Linked DNA regions of Mus musculus: all the other regions are linked to region 1. A link is a contact called in public Hi-C and HiChIP or PLAC-seq data. All regions are on one chromosome and are shown on one strand. Each heading gives the region's core, a stretch centred on a gene start, on an enhancer-like site or on the middle of the called end of the contact. The rest is flanking DNA. Distances are from core to core; before and after follow the strand shown.

Region 1 (4,580 bases), core at 1,484-3,983:
ACAGAGAAACTCTGACTCAAAAAAGAAAATTGCCGGGGCTGGAGAGATGGCTCAGCGGTTAAGAGCACTGATTACTCTTCCAAAGGTCCTGAGTTCAATTCCCAGCAACCACATGGTGGCTCACAACCATCTGTAATGGGGTCTGATGCCCTCTTCTGGTGTGTCTGAAGATAGCTACAGTGTACTCATATACATAAAATAAATAAATCTTTAAAAAAAAAAAAGAAAATTGCCATTTTACAAGACACAAAACAGTCTTTCAAGATGATTATAACTGGGGCCTGTAGAAGACAGCTGTCAGTGAAGCATGGGGGCTGAGTCTGAGCTCCAGTGCATAAATACAGAGCTGAGTGTGAGGAGCACATGTGTTTCATGTGAGGAGTACTTGTGTTTCATTTGGGGAACACTTGTCATTTCAGTGCTGCAGAGTCAGACAGAGATGGGTGGATCCTGGGGGTTGCTGTTGGGCTAGCCTAGCATACTCAAGAAGCCCCAGGCCAGTGAGGGAACTTGTCTTAAAAAAGCAACCAAGATGGATAGCTCCTGACATTGTCCTCTGGCTTCCACACACATGCCCACATATGTGCATAAGATACAGCACACACATATGTAGCTAACTATACACAGATCTGCACATATATCACAAAAATTATTTTAATTGTATATGTTTATGGGGTACCATAGGATAATCTGACATGTGAATATACAGTAGGTGGTGAACAATCAGGGTGGCTAATATTTATATCTTCTTAAAACATTTTCAAAATCTTTAATTAATGGAATAACTGTACATATTTATAAATGACCATGCATATTTCAATACATGTATGCAATATATGATGACAAGGTATGGTGTGCTGGCTATTTTTTTAAATTTTTTTTGTCAACTAGATACAAATTACAATCATTTGGGAAGAAACATTACTCAATTGAGTAATGTTTCCTTCAGATTGACATGCAGGAAGTCCGTAGGAAAAAAAAGTGTTTTGTTTTTCATTAATGATTGATGTAGGAGGGTTGAGCCTACTGTGGGTTGTGATGTCCTTGGGCAGATGGTCCTGAGTCACAGAAGAAATCTGACTGAGCTGGCTATGGAGTAAGCACGGTTCCTCCAGGGTCTCTGCTTCAGCTCCTGCCTCCAGGTTCTGAATGCTCCAGGTGTCTGAGGCACCGTGCTGGTTCCTGTAGCTTCAGTTTCATACTCTACCTCTTTGCAACAGAGTCAAGGTTTTTACCCATCAATGCCTTCCCCATAGTAGGAGCTCAACACATGGTAAGAAACTAAAGGTCTCTTGACATAGTCTGAGGATCCTTACATGGTTACAGCAGCCACCACCTAGCAACCAGTGAGACTCTTCCAAACATGCAAAACAGTCACACAATTCATGTGTGAAAAGTAATGTATCCCCTCTCACACAAAAAACCTCACTTACTCTAAGTTATCAGCACAGCACTGCCTTCACCATGGGAATTTAAAAATAGATTGTGAGAAGAGGAGGAAAAGGGTGTCCTAGAGGCAGGCTGCCAGTCTGATTGAAGCAGGTGGCATGATCTGCCTTTCCATAAGGTGCCAGAAGGCTTCAAAAAGCATCCCTAAAGCACACAGGCCTACTGCTGCTTTCCTTAACATGTGCACATCCACACGCACCAAAAGTCTAATGGATCATGCCGCTGTCTTAAAGTTGAGGGAAAACATTTATCTTTTGAGCCATTAAAAGAAGACTTTGATGTCCCTAGAGAGTTTGGAAAAGCTTCTATAAAAAATGGCAATATGAGGGGCTGGAGAGATAGCTAAGTAGTTAAGAGCACTTGCTATGTTATCAGAGGACCTGGGTTTGATTCCCCAGCATCCAGGTGTCATTTCACACTCTTCTGGCCTCGGGGTGGCACTCACAGGGTGCACACACATTGCAGCCCAAACACTCATACACATAAAATAAAGTCCTTTAAAAAAATGATATGAAGCGGGGGGGGGGGGGGGGGGTAGTGGCGCACGCCTTTAATCCCAGCACTAGGGAGGCAGAGTCAGGCGGATTTCTGAGTTCGAGGCCAGCCTGGTCTACAAAGTGAGTTCCAGGACAGTCAGGGCTACACAGAGAAACCCTGTCTCGAAAAACCAAAACCAAAAAAAAAAAAAAAAGAGTTGGTAATGAATAAATAAATAAATAGATGCTAGATAAATAAATGAAGCTTTGTCGCCCCTGCTCCGTTGCTCAAGCTGTTTAATGTCTAAATAGTCCCACTTTTAGGAACTACTGAACAACTAAGCGGAAAGTAATGTCTCTCCTTCATCCTCTCACCGCATCCGGCTGTGGCTTGGCTTTGCGCAGGGGACCAGACTCGGTCCTTCGCAAGGCTGCTCTTCTCCCTAAGTTATGCATTCTTGGGGACCAGGGGCCGTGACCCGGATCGTGTCCATCGGGCACCAGGCGCGGAGTCAGGGCTCAGCGAGCCTGCTGAGGCAATGTGGAAAGTCACTCGGGGGAGGACCCGCGCTCGAGGCAATGATTCACCGGGTGTTTCTTCGCATTCCTTAAGGTGCAGTCACGTCGGCGCAGCACGCAGCCGCCCGGCAGCTACCTGTGGAGTGGAAGGGCAAGTCCACCTCCACCTCCGCGGCCGGCGCACAGCAGAGGCCCGGAGGGGGCGCGCGAACCCGCGGGAGGGCACTCGGCCGCCTCCCCGCCCCCTCTCGCGGCGGAAGCCCCGCCCCTCCGCGCGCCCGCCCTCCGCGCGCACCCGCCCTCGCCCTCGCGCCCTCGCGCCCTCGCGCCGGGGGCGGGCTCGCTGCGCGTGCCGGGCGGGGAAGCGGCGCGAGCCGGCGCCGTTCCGTTCGCCGCGGGGGCGGCTCCGGGGCCTGAGTGGGCGCCGCCGCCTCAGTCGCTGCTTGCTGCTTCAGCCGCCTCAGCCGAGGGGGCCGGGTTGGAGGAGGCTGCGGCCGCCGGAGAGCCACGCGACGGCCCCTCAGCTCCGGCCGGGAAGCGAGCCAGGTGGGGAGTCCGCCGGGGCTGGAGGAGCGAGAAGGAGGGCTGCGGGGTGGCGGAGTGCGCGGCCCTGGAGCGGCGACCCTTGGGAGACAGCACGCCGGGCCGGGGAGGGCTCTCCGGTCACCCGCGCGCGCGGGGGCCCGCGGAGCGCAGAGCCGGGCTGCGCGCGCTGCTGATGCATCCTGAGCCCGGCTGGCGGGGAGGAGGCTCCGCGTTAGGTGCTGAAGGGGGCGAAGGCGGCAGGTCCTGGCAGAGGGCAGGTGAGGTAGGCAGGCCCTGGCAGAGGGAAGGGAATTCATTCCAGATCACCTCTCAGTGTCCCCCGAGGCTCCCGGTAGACGAACCTGTCCACCCAGGTCACCCCTGTTGGGCACAGTGTCCGGAGAAGAGGGAGGATGCAGCTGACGAATGCTTGCTGTTAAATTTCTGTGCCAGGCCTTAGGGAATCAGGGAGACCTTCCAGCATTCTCTGCAAGCGTTTATTGATTAGCTACGGAGCAGGAGAGAACCGCGGTCAGCGCCTGGGTCACGACTTTATCACTCTCAGCCATCTTTTGCTGTTGAAGTGCTGACAGTTCGGCTGTGAAAGTATGCACACAAAATGTAAAGTGCTCTATTTCATGTTTCCTGTTCTGTTCACTTCAGGTCCCTTTAGGATTTTCCCAGCCCTGGGAAACTGGAGCCGTAAGTTGCTTGGTTTGTGGAGAAAGTAAGATAGTTGAGGAAAGCTGGTGGGAACTATTGAGAAGAGATTTGAAGGATCTTACTGACATTTAAAAGAGGGGTGGGGAGGGGGAGAAGAAATCTGGAAGAAGAATCTTGCCTTCCCAGCTAGAATTAAGCTCCGTGCCTGTTTTCTGTTCAGTCCTCCGGATGTGGCCTGGATCCCAGCAGCCCTACAGTGGATGCCCACTGCAGAATGGATGGAGGAAGCAGGGGCTTGAGTGTCAGTCTCTGTAGAGTTAGGGATGATCGCTGGACTTCCTTTGGTCCTCGGATTCTCTTTTTGCCTCTTCAGGTAACCCAGGCACTGGTAGGTTAAAACAGTGGCTTAGGTGGCAGACTCCGGTGGCCTGTGGCCACTCTTCTTCATCCACGTGGTTCTTGCATGTTGTGCACCAGGAGCTTAATCTCTGGGTGGTGCTCTGGTCTTTTCTCTCTTTGGCTTTTTTCTGGTCGTTTGAGGAGGATGGGAGGGTGCTTTTGCTTAGAGAACACTTTATAATTTCTGTCCTGCCTCTCGGATCTTGGTTCTGAAGGGAGAGAATGCTTCTTTCTGTCTCTTTAGTTCTGTAAGGGCTGGACTTCTGTCCTCCACCTTGCCTGGACTCTCCAGTCCCAGGCTGCTGCTTCCTTTCCCTCGCTTGCAGTGCCTGTTGGATTACTTTGCTTGCCAAAGTAAAACTTGACCTTTTATGTGTTCTCTGAGGATTTTTAGCAGACTTAAGTGGAGCTACCTCTGAAGGGGTTGTGCAGTCAAGGTGGTGCTGGCAGAGTCTTTATGTTCACTGAATTTTGCCCAGGAGACAGAATTTCTACTTAAAGTATTAGCGTGCAGAGGATTTCCGTTTATCATTTATTTCATGTCTTGGA
Region 2 (4,580 bases), core at 1,308-3,807, 660 kb after region 1:
TCTCAAGGTAAGCATGGATGCAGGTGATGCAGGCTTACCGAGCCTAAGGCTCCCCGCTCGCAGCTGCTCTTCTCACCCCTGAAGAGCCAACACCGCCTCTCTACTCACTCTGGCTCCCCACTGCTTCACTTCTGCCCTCAGCTTATCTCGTTGTTGCCGCAGTTCTCGAATCTTGGTTCTAAGAGAACTTTCCTTTTTACGAACTGCTGGTTCTTCAGACTTTCTATTCGATATGTTCGTTTGAGCCTCTAGTCTTTCCAGGTGAGCTAAAACACCTAAAGAAAGTGAAAACAGACAAACAAAACACCCTTCACAATCTGACAAACTTTGGCAAAGCATACTCCACGAAGGAACAGTTTGCTGTGCTAAACGCTGACCAAAGCAGCAACTCAGGGAGGAAGGGCCCATTTCATCTTACAGGTTACAGTCTGCCATGAGAGGAGTCAGGGCAGAAGTGTGAAGCCGGAACTAAAGCAGATGGAGGAACGATGCTTGCTGGCTTGCTCAGTTTGTTTTTTATACATCCCAGGACCACCTACCTGCCCAGGGGTGGCAAGAACTCAGGGCAGGAACTGAAGCAGAGACCATAGAGCAACAAGCTTATTAGCTTCCTGCTACTGCTCAGTTAGCTTTCATATACCACCGAGGACCACCTGCCGCAATGGGTTAGGTGCTCTTCCAATTAAGAAGCAATAAAAAAAAAAAAAAAAACGCCCTAAAGAAACTGCCCATAGACCAATCTGATGAGTTAATTCCTTAACAATTGAGGTTCCCTCTTCACAGGTTGCATCAAGTTGACAACCAAAAACAGTCGTCACAATAGATAACTCATATATCTAGGGCATATTTATTTATTTATCTGTTTATTGAGACAGGGTCTTTCCTACACGACTGGCCCAGAATTCACTATGTAGATCAGGCTGTCCTTGAACTCACAGAGATCCACCTGCTTCCACCCAGAGTGCTGGGATCAAAGACATGTACCATCACAACTGGTCTGCCATAAATTTATAAAGCCATAGGCCCAAATAACCAAACCAGAGACCATTAACCTCTCTGCTGGCCACTGGTGTAAAAACACCCACTAATTAGTACGCTCACTTGAAAAGAACAAGAGACTCCTGATTTGTCTACTGCTTGCTTTGTGGGCAGCAGCATTTCATCTAAGCCTGCTTATCACAGAAGCACAAATCTATGGTGGGAAAGGCCGATTCTCCATGCTTTCCCACAACCCAGATGAAACCTCCCTAGAGAAGTCCAATGCTTCACCTCATGTAACTAGTTTCCTTAAGCAGATCCAATATTTACTTTGCAGGGTTCACAAGAATATACATTCACAAAAATCCTTTCTTCATTTGTCTTGGGACAGCCCAGACCTGGCTCATTCATCTATCCAGCCAAGGCTAGACATCAAATTACTAGTGTATAGCTCCTTTAAAAAACAAACAAACCAACTTGCATAAGATCAAGAGAGAGCCACAGTAGGCAGCATGTTGGCCCTTCACTTGCTTTTCTTCCCGTTACTGACTCCTGACTTCTTTTATTTCCTCTGGAGCCTGAGCACAGCAGTTCCTTCTCTCTGCTGTATTTAGTTCCTCTCCAAGTTCACACGATAAGCAGTGGTAATTGCCAAGCAGAGAGAGAAAACCAACATAATCATAACTAAATGTTTCAATCTTTTGGATTGGAGATGACAAGGGAACTGGAGAATAATTGACCTGTCGAAGTTTGATGATTATTCACAAACTTTCACTCGTCACTTGTTTAGCCAGGTGTGCTGACACACAGAAGGGCAAGTTACTGGCAAATTTGGGATTACATAGTAATTTAGTTCTAGGGTATGGATTATACTTGATTGCAACATATTTTTAACAATTAAGTCATCAAACTTTTAGTTTTTAGTAACAATTTCAACCCACATGATGCTTTCACATTAAGTTTTGTTTAAAGGAGAAAGAAAATGAGGCAGAACTATAATGTGTCCAAGCCACAAAATTTCCTAAGATAGAGCCCTGAATCAAATCCATATCTAATCGCCAAAGTTACTGCCTTACAGTGTCCCTTCCTTTGCAATAAAGTCTGGAAACACTGTGGTACAGAGAAAGCCAAACCCCTTTGAATACCTCCTTTGCACTTCCTGCCTGGACACAAAGTATTTGCAGACTCCATCTCCTCTTCGGGTTCTCAAGTGTTTTTTCTTACGATGCTGGACGTACAAGGCAGGGTTAACATGGACCCGAACGTCCTTAACTGTAAATAGTAAAAGACACGCAATCACCAATCTATTGCCACTATTGCCTGACAGTCCCGGGATAAGCAAAGTGTCCCCGCTGGCGTCCCTTACCTTGGACTGGTCAGCCCTGTCCACGCCTACCTCACCGCCGTGGCCACTATGGTCCAGCCGGGCTTCCTCGAACACCCAAAGAAGCTGTACAGTAATGCTAATCTGTCTACCACTGGGTCTTGCTTTCTCGCCAAAGCTCCCTCACTCAGGATGCAGTTTAAGAATTCCCGCCGAGAGCAACTGAAGTAACAACGTAACCCACTGATCCCAGAGTGCTTTGTGCTTCCGCCGTACACGAACATGGTGGCGCCCAGCAGCTCCACACTAATCCCAGCATGCACCGCAAGGTACGTCCGGCCAGTCTGATGATCAGGAAGATGGCATGCTCTGGGGTGGAGCCACAGATCCTTGTACAGTACTTAGTATTACGAAAGGATCTATCTCAGGCTCCCTTTTCCTGGCCCACCGGCGCACTGGTAGCGCAGGCTTGTCACGCCGCCACAGCAGCCTTGCACCTTCATCGAGACCATCCGCACACGGCAGCTTATCTCCGGGAGCTGGGGCGCATGCGCAAGGTGGTTCTCGAGGTGAGGCGTGGGGAGTATCCGGAGGGACCCTAAACGGGGGTGGGGTGCCGAGGCCGGAAGTAGATCTGCTCTTGGGCCCAACCCTTAGCTTCCGGAAGTACGTGTGGCATGATTGTAGGAGGGATCACTAAGAGTTTGGGAATGGTCTGCGCTACGCAGTGAACCTTCCCTTTGGCAGAGCATGACTGTGAAGAACCGACGCAGACCCTGCTATCACAGCGTTCACCAGAAATTGGTTGTTCCAGTGTCCCTTAGATCCCTGGGAACGAAGCTGGGGAAAGCGTGGCGCTTATGCCTGTGCACCAATCTGCCTTTTAAAACTGGGCCTAGCCGGGCGAGGTGGCGCACGCCTTTAATCCCAGCACTTGGGAGGCAGAGGCAGGCAGATTTCTGAGTTCGAGGCCAGCCTGGGCTACAAAGTGAGTTCCAGAACAGCCAGGGCTATACAGAGAAACCCTGTCTCAAAAAAAAAAAAAAAAAAAAAAAAAAAAAGAAAGAAAAAGAAAAAAGCTGGGCCTAAAATTAGCACTGCCTTAATATTGTTAGTAAGAAATAGAGGCTGTTTATTTAAAAGGAGAAATGCTCAGTGAGTGGGGAAAAGGAGTATGTTTTTCAGAAGCTCTGAGTCTCAAGTCTCCTAACTGACATTTACATAGCACCTGCTTCTCTAGAGAAATCTTTATCCAGGAAAACACTGGCAAAGGGGTGAGAGTGGAGGAACAATGGCCAAAGGGACCAACGTGCCAACCTACATCTGTGTTCAACTTTCTGAGGGGTCCTTTCCCATCTTGGTGATTTACATACGCATTTGATTAACCCTTTTTTAAAGATCTACTTAAATTCTGTGTAGGTGTGTGTGTCTGTGGGACATATGCACATGGGTGCAGACGTGTAGGTGTGTGTGTCTGTGGGACGTATGCACATGGGTGCAGACGTGTAGGTGTGTGTGTCTGTGGGACGTATGCACATGGGAGGACAGAGTAGGATGTAGGCTCTTCTGCAGTTATAGGCAGTGAGAACATCCCACTGTGGGTTCTAGGAACTGAACTCTGGTCCTCTGGACACGGAGCATCTCCTCAGCTCCTGGACTAACTCTTAAGGGTTAGGACCATATGATATTCTTTACCAGAAAGCCTTCTCCTAGATCTCCTGGAATTTAAAAAAGTTGTATTTGTATCCAGGTCAAGATCCTGTTGGCCTTAGATCCTATTCTGCTGACCAAAAAGCATATAATAGGGTAGATGAAAAGGGTTGGTGAGATGGCTCATTGGGTAAAGGCATATGCCACCAAGTCTGACAACCCTAGTTCTATCCCTGGACTCACTTGATGGGAAGAAAAAAAAAACAAAAACAAATCTTACAAGTTATTCTCAGTGTGCATGCATAATATAATATTCTAGTTTGCTTTTTGTTGCTGAGAAAAATACCATGGCCAAAAAAAAATCAACTTGGGAAGGAAAGGATTTATTACACCTTACAGGTTACATCAATCATCTAGAGAAGCCAAAGCAGGAACTTAAGGCAGAAATCTTGAAGCAGAAACCACAGAGGAACACTGTTTACTGGCTCTCCTGACCTTCAACTATTTTACTTATACACTTAAGGCCAATTTGCCTAGGGATGGTACTGCCCACAGTGGACTGAGCCCTCTTATATCAAATAGTTGAGAGATGTGTCCTGCATCAACTTAGGCTTGGGCCTGAGGGGAT
Region 3 (4,580 bases), core at 1,092-3,591, 560 kb after region 1:
GGAGTGTCTGTTGCTCGCAGAGGCCAGAAGAGGGTGCCAAATCTCCTAGAACTAAAGTTATAGATTGTGAGCCACTCAGTGTGGGTGCTGGAGACCGAACCTGGATCCTTTGTAAGAATAGCAAGTGCTCTTAACCACTGTAGGCACTGGGACTGAACCTAGACCTTGTATAAGGAATGTCCTCTAGCACTGAGCTGCGTCCCTAGCAGTTCAGGTATACCTCACTTAATGGTTTTCTTTTATGAGACAAGGTCTCACATAGCCCAGGCTTCAGACTTGCTGAGCAGCTCTGGGTGACCTTGAACTTTTGATTGTGCTGGGATCTCAGGCATTTAATACCTCTGGTTTGCAATGCTGGGATGCAGGCCTCTTGGATGCTAGTCAGAAACTAACATTCACAGCCTAGCCACTAGCTTTTCTCCCCCCCCCCTTTTGAAAATCAATGAATTCCTTTGTTAAAAGTAAAAACCACATCCTTTATCGTCATGTAACAAGTTGCAATAAATTCCTGGACCCCAAACAACTTAAACTGATGGGGCTGGTGCTTTGTACAGAGTTCACCCTCCGCCTCTATTTGAAGTTAGTTATTGTGCTTTGCCTTTCTAATCAAAGCCCTGGAGAGTGTGGGCTGAGGCACGTGGGAGGGATGGGGAGTGCAGGGTGGGGGGTACTGATCTTGTCAGACAATTTGAGGGACACCCATACACACAGCAATGGAAGACCAATTAAGTGATGGACTATTCCCTGGGTGTTGTGAATGTATGCCTGAAGTTCTAAATGGACATCTATCCCTGAGTGACAGGGCATCCCTCGCTAGCTCCCCATCCCCTGTGTCTGTTTTTCTTCTCTCATCTTTAGCTGCCCCCAAAGCTTGATCCCTTAATGCTGAGGGCTGTCCTCAGTCCCTTGAGCACATTTTCTTCTAAAACGACTTTCACTCCTAACAAGGTGTTCTGTCAAATTCAAGGAAAATAATTGATGCTACGGCTTAGGAGATGGACAGGTCCAAAAGGAGCATTTGCTTCTTTAAGGAAGAACTCAAATACATCCCAATTGGTTGGATGTGCACTGGAGATCTTCGTGAAGCAAGGCCTCTTTCAGGTCCACGTGCCAGGCACCAATCAAGCTACTTCAGTCCTCTTTTGTCACCAGTTTCGGCTGCTTATTCCCTCGAAGAGAGATCAAGCCCCACGCTTGACGTCTGGGCTGCCAGGGTGGGCGGAGACACTGAGATGGGGCGCGCCCACTCAGGGAGCTGCCCCCAAACCTCAGCCCGAGGCCTCTCCTGTCCCCGGAAGGAAGCCAGGGTAGAAGAAGGGCGGCCGGGGTGCCCCAGCACGCCTCACCTTCAGGGAAGATACGTCCCGGGCTTTGATCTTCCGTAACACGGCCTGTTTGGGGGCAAGGCGCAGATTCGCCTCGTTCCTTTCTATCTGCCACCAATTCGGCGTTTCCACGCAGTCGTCGCCGGGCGCTGGCAAGAGGGAGACACCGGGGACAGCGAGGGGGCCCCTCCACCCGGCGCCCAGGAGGCGGCGACAAGGCGGGGAGGGGCCGCCCGCCTCCTGGGGCCTGCGGCGCGTGTGAATCAGTGTGCAGAGCGCAGCGCACGGACTCGGCTGGCTCGCCCTGCGTGCGGGGAGAGGATGCTGGCAAGCTGCCCCGGCCTGGGCCCGCCATCCGCAGCGCGCGCCGCCGCCGTCCTCTGCGCCCACCGATGCTGAGCCGCAGCCTCGCGCCTCTCCCAGCCTGACCCGGGGCCTGACCGCGAGGGGACCCGCGCACAGGCTCCGGGTGGACGAGCTGGCGCGGCGGCACTGCGGGAAGCAGCCTGCGGCTCGCTGAAGCCCACTTGGCTTGGCTCCGCAGCCCCGGTTTGGAGCGCGCGGCTCCCGAGTTCCCGCACAGGTCAGCGCCAAGCTACGACCCAGGGCTGGATGGACTTCCACGAGGCTGCAGAGCCCGAGGTTGGGAAGGGGCTGGATTCTCCCAGGGGTGGGTGGGGGAAAGGAAGTAAACAGAAGGGAGATGAGGGAATCCCCAGGACCGCTCCGGCTCCTTCCAGGCACGTTTTCTTTTCAGCTTGGAGCCAGTGGGCCTGAAGGGAATTTAGGTGAGGAAGTCAGGGATAGAGCCGGGCATACAAGGAATGGAGAGATGGCTAGGCCCCTCCAGAAGCCCGACGCAGGAAACCGGGTGTCTGGTGTGGACTGGACTGAGTGTGTGGGCGTGCTTGGGAGGCTGTGGTGTTGGAGGCTTGTGTAGCATGGATCTGTATGAGGGGTAGGTTGGGTCAAGGAAAGAGGCGCCATGTCCTTAGCCATGTCCTTTTAAGTTGCAGATGTTCGGTGCCACCTGTGTCCTGGGAACCCACTAAGCATTCCAGCTCCAGTTGGACGCCCTTCATTCATAACCAAGAGGAACCTCCCCGCCTTCCCCGGGTCTTACGAAGCCCTGGTGAAGTGGCTTGACCTGCAGGTCTCCCTTCCTCATTAGAAACAGCCAGCAGCCAACATGCCGAGGAACCAGGGCTTCTCGGATCCCGAGTACTCGGCAGAGTACTCAGCTGAATACTCGGTCAGCCTGCCCTCTGACCCCGACCGCGGGGTCGGCCGGACCCATGAAATTTCTGTGCGGAACTCGGGGTCCTGCCTGTGCCTGCCTCGCTTTATGCGGCTGACCTTCGTGCCTGAGTCCTTGGAGAACCTCTACCAGACCTACTTCAAAAGGCAGCGCCATGAGACCCTGCTGGTGCTGGTGGTCTTTGCGGCCCTCTTTGACTGCTACGTGGTAGTGATGTGCGCGGTGGTCTTCTCCAGCGACAAGCTGGCGCCCCTCATGGTGGCAGGCTTCGGTCTGGTGTTGGACATCATCCTTTTCGTGCTCTGTAAAAAGGGGCTGCTCCCGGACCGAGTGAGCCGCAAAGTGGTACCCTACCTGCTGTGGCTGCTCATCTCGGCCCAGATCTTCTCCTACCTGGGCCTGAACTTTTCACGGGCCCACGCAGCCAGTGACACTGTGGGTTGGCAGGCTTTCTTTGTCTTCTCCTTCTTCATAACGCTGCCCCTCAGCCTCAGCCCCATCGTGATCATCTCTGTGGTCTCCTGTGTTGTGCACACGCTTGTGTTGGGGGTCACTGTGGCCCAGCAGCAGCAGGATGAGCTGGAAGGGATGCAGCTGCTGAGGGAGGTGAGTCCCACCCTCCTCCCTATCTGTCTATTGTATTCCTTCTCTTCCAGCCAAGTGTCACTCAGGTGGGATTGCTTTCAATGCCAGGAGTTGAACACGTCCTGAGCGGCCTTGGGGTCCCAGTTGTCAGTTCAGAGGACTACCTCTCAGCCCCTGGGAGTGTGCACCCCGATGTCATATGGTGTTTTTCCTAGAGAAAGAACACTGGGCCTCGGGGCCACTCAGCCAACTGTGCCTGGTTGGAGTTGGTGACAGCACCTTGGATCTTGGTGTGGAGGAAGTCTTGCTCAGCCAGTCTATGACCCAGGTCAAGAGACGGCTTGTGGCAAACTCTGCTTAACTCCAGATGGTGTTTGACTTGTGGGGGTTCAGTGCTCTCAGTCAAATGGGGATCCTGTCTGCCCTGGATGCAGAAGTGGCTGTTATCAAGATCCAAGGGAACAGAGATGAAAGCCTGTTAGGTTATGTGAAGAGCTTAAGGAGGGAAGGCGTGGTTATTAGATACCCTGCTTCTTCCTTAGAGCTCAGAGCATCACCAGCAGATAGGTGATGTAAGGGAGGGTGGTCTCCCATAGAAGGCAGAAGTGGGGACACAACCGGGACGGTTGTCATAGCCGCTGTGGTGTGGAGTGTGGTGTTGCGGCCTAGCAGGCTAGTTCCACTGAAGGCGTGGACAGTTGAGATTCAGCTTTGCTGATTTGCGTTCCCACCAAGTGCTGCGAGAGATGGGCTGTGATTCTGGTCTGAATTATCTGGTCATCCTTTAAAAGGCTCCCCAGAGACGTGAGTCAATGCGTTCTGTATCTTACGACACACTTTCCAGTTTTCCGTATGTGACCAGAGAGCAGGGAAGTGGCCAGGAACAGCCATCAGGTTTCTTCCGTCTGCTTCCAGAGGTCTTTACCCACATCTCACTGTGGCTTCTGTCTTACCAAAGCCTTTGTCATTGTCTGCTTGGGTTTGGGGCATGGCTTACAGTGGTACCTCTGGTGACAGAACTTTGAGGGGCCTGTTCCATTGCCTCCCAGCTGTTTAGAGGGAAACATGGCTTCTGCTGGGTTTTTAACTTTTTTTCTAGGTCTTGGTACAACGTTCTTTCTATTTTTCCCATTCTGGGTCAGGTAGGAACCTACTTCACAGATATATATATATATATTTTTTTTAAATTGATTTATTATTTTGAGGCAGGGTTTCATGTAGCCCAAAATGGTCTTGCTGTAGCTGAGGGTGACTTGAGCACCTGATCGATCCTTCTTGCTTCTACCTGCCATGCGTTAGGTTTGTAGATGTGGGCTACTGTGCTCAGTTAAAGTTCACAAAGGTTTTCTGCTCGGCTCAGCACCAGGCTAGAGCCTGTGCGGTTATAGCATATCACTGTGGTCTTGGTTTTC

The links. A called contact is a pair of places that touch in the nucleus more often than the background predicts. HiChIP or PLAC-seq counts read pairs in DNA pulled down with a chosen protein or histone mark.
Region 2: an H3K27ac HiChIP or PLAC-seq map of microglia shows a contact between it and region 1, with 5 times the contacts expected there. The contact joins the promoter of Cenpo here to the promoter of Dtnb in region 1. A contact is called at or near these places in 3 of 39 promoter capture datasets (frontonasal cranial neural crest, liver and pre-B cells) and 3 of 115 datasets of contacts at active chromatin or transcription factors (extraembryonic endoderm stem cells, microglia and thymic regulatory T cells).
Region 3: a contact with region 1 is called in a Hi-C map of CD8 T cells, with 5 times the contacts expected there. The contact joins the promoter of Adcy3 here to the promoter of Dtnb in region 1. A contact is called at or near these places in 1 of 39 promoter capture datasets (pre-B cells), 1 of 484 Hi-C or Micro-C datasets (CD8 T cells) and 1 of 9 other capture datasets (pancreatic islet).

Annotation. Positions count from the first base shown.
Region 1 is chr12:3,569,658-3,574,237 of GRCm38.p6, forward strand. Dtnb (dystrobrevin, beta) reads left to right here and starts at 2,734. Exons shown (of 18, transcript NM_001162465.2): 1 at 2,734-2,990.
Region 2 is chr12:4,231,408-4,235,987 of GRCm38.p6, forward strand. Cenpo (centromere protein O) reads right to left here and starts at 2,558. Exons shown (of 7, transcript NM_134046.6): 1 at 2,345-2,558; 2 at 2,124-2,250; 3 at 109-275. The coding sequence starts at 2,169. It overlaps Ptrhd1 (peptidyl-tRNA hydrolase domain containing 1), which reads left to right and starts at 2,606. Exons shown (of 2, transcript NM_001204912.2): 1 at 2,606-2,871. The coding sequence starts at 2,620.
Region 3 is chr12:4,131,812-4,136,391 of GRCm38.p6, forward strand. It overlaps Adcy3 (adenylate cyclase 3), which reads left to right and starts at 2,342. Exons shown (of 21, transcript NM_138305.3): 1 at 2,342-3,189. The coding sequence starts at 2,515.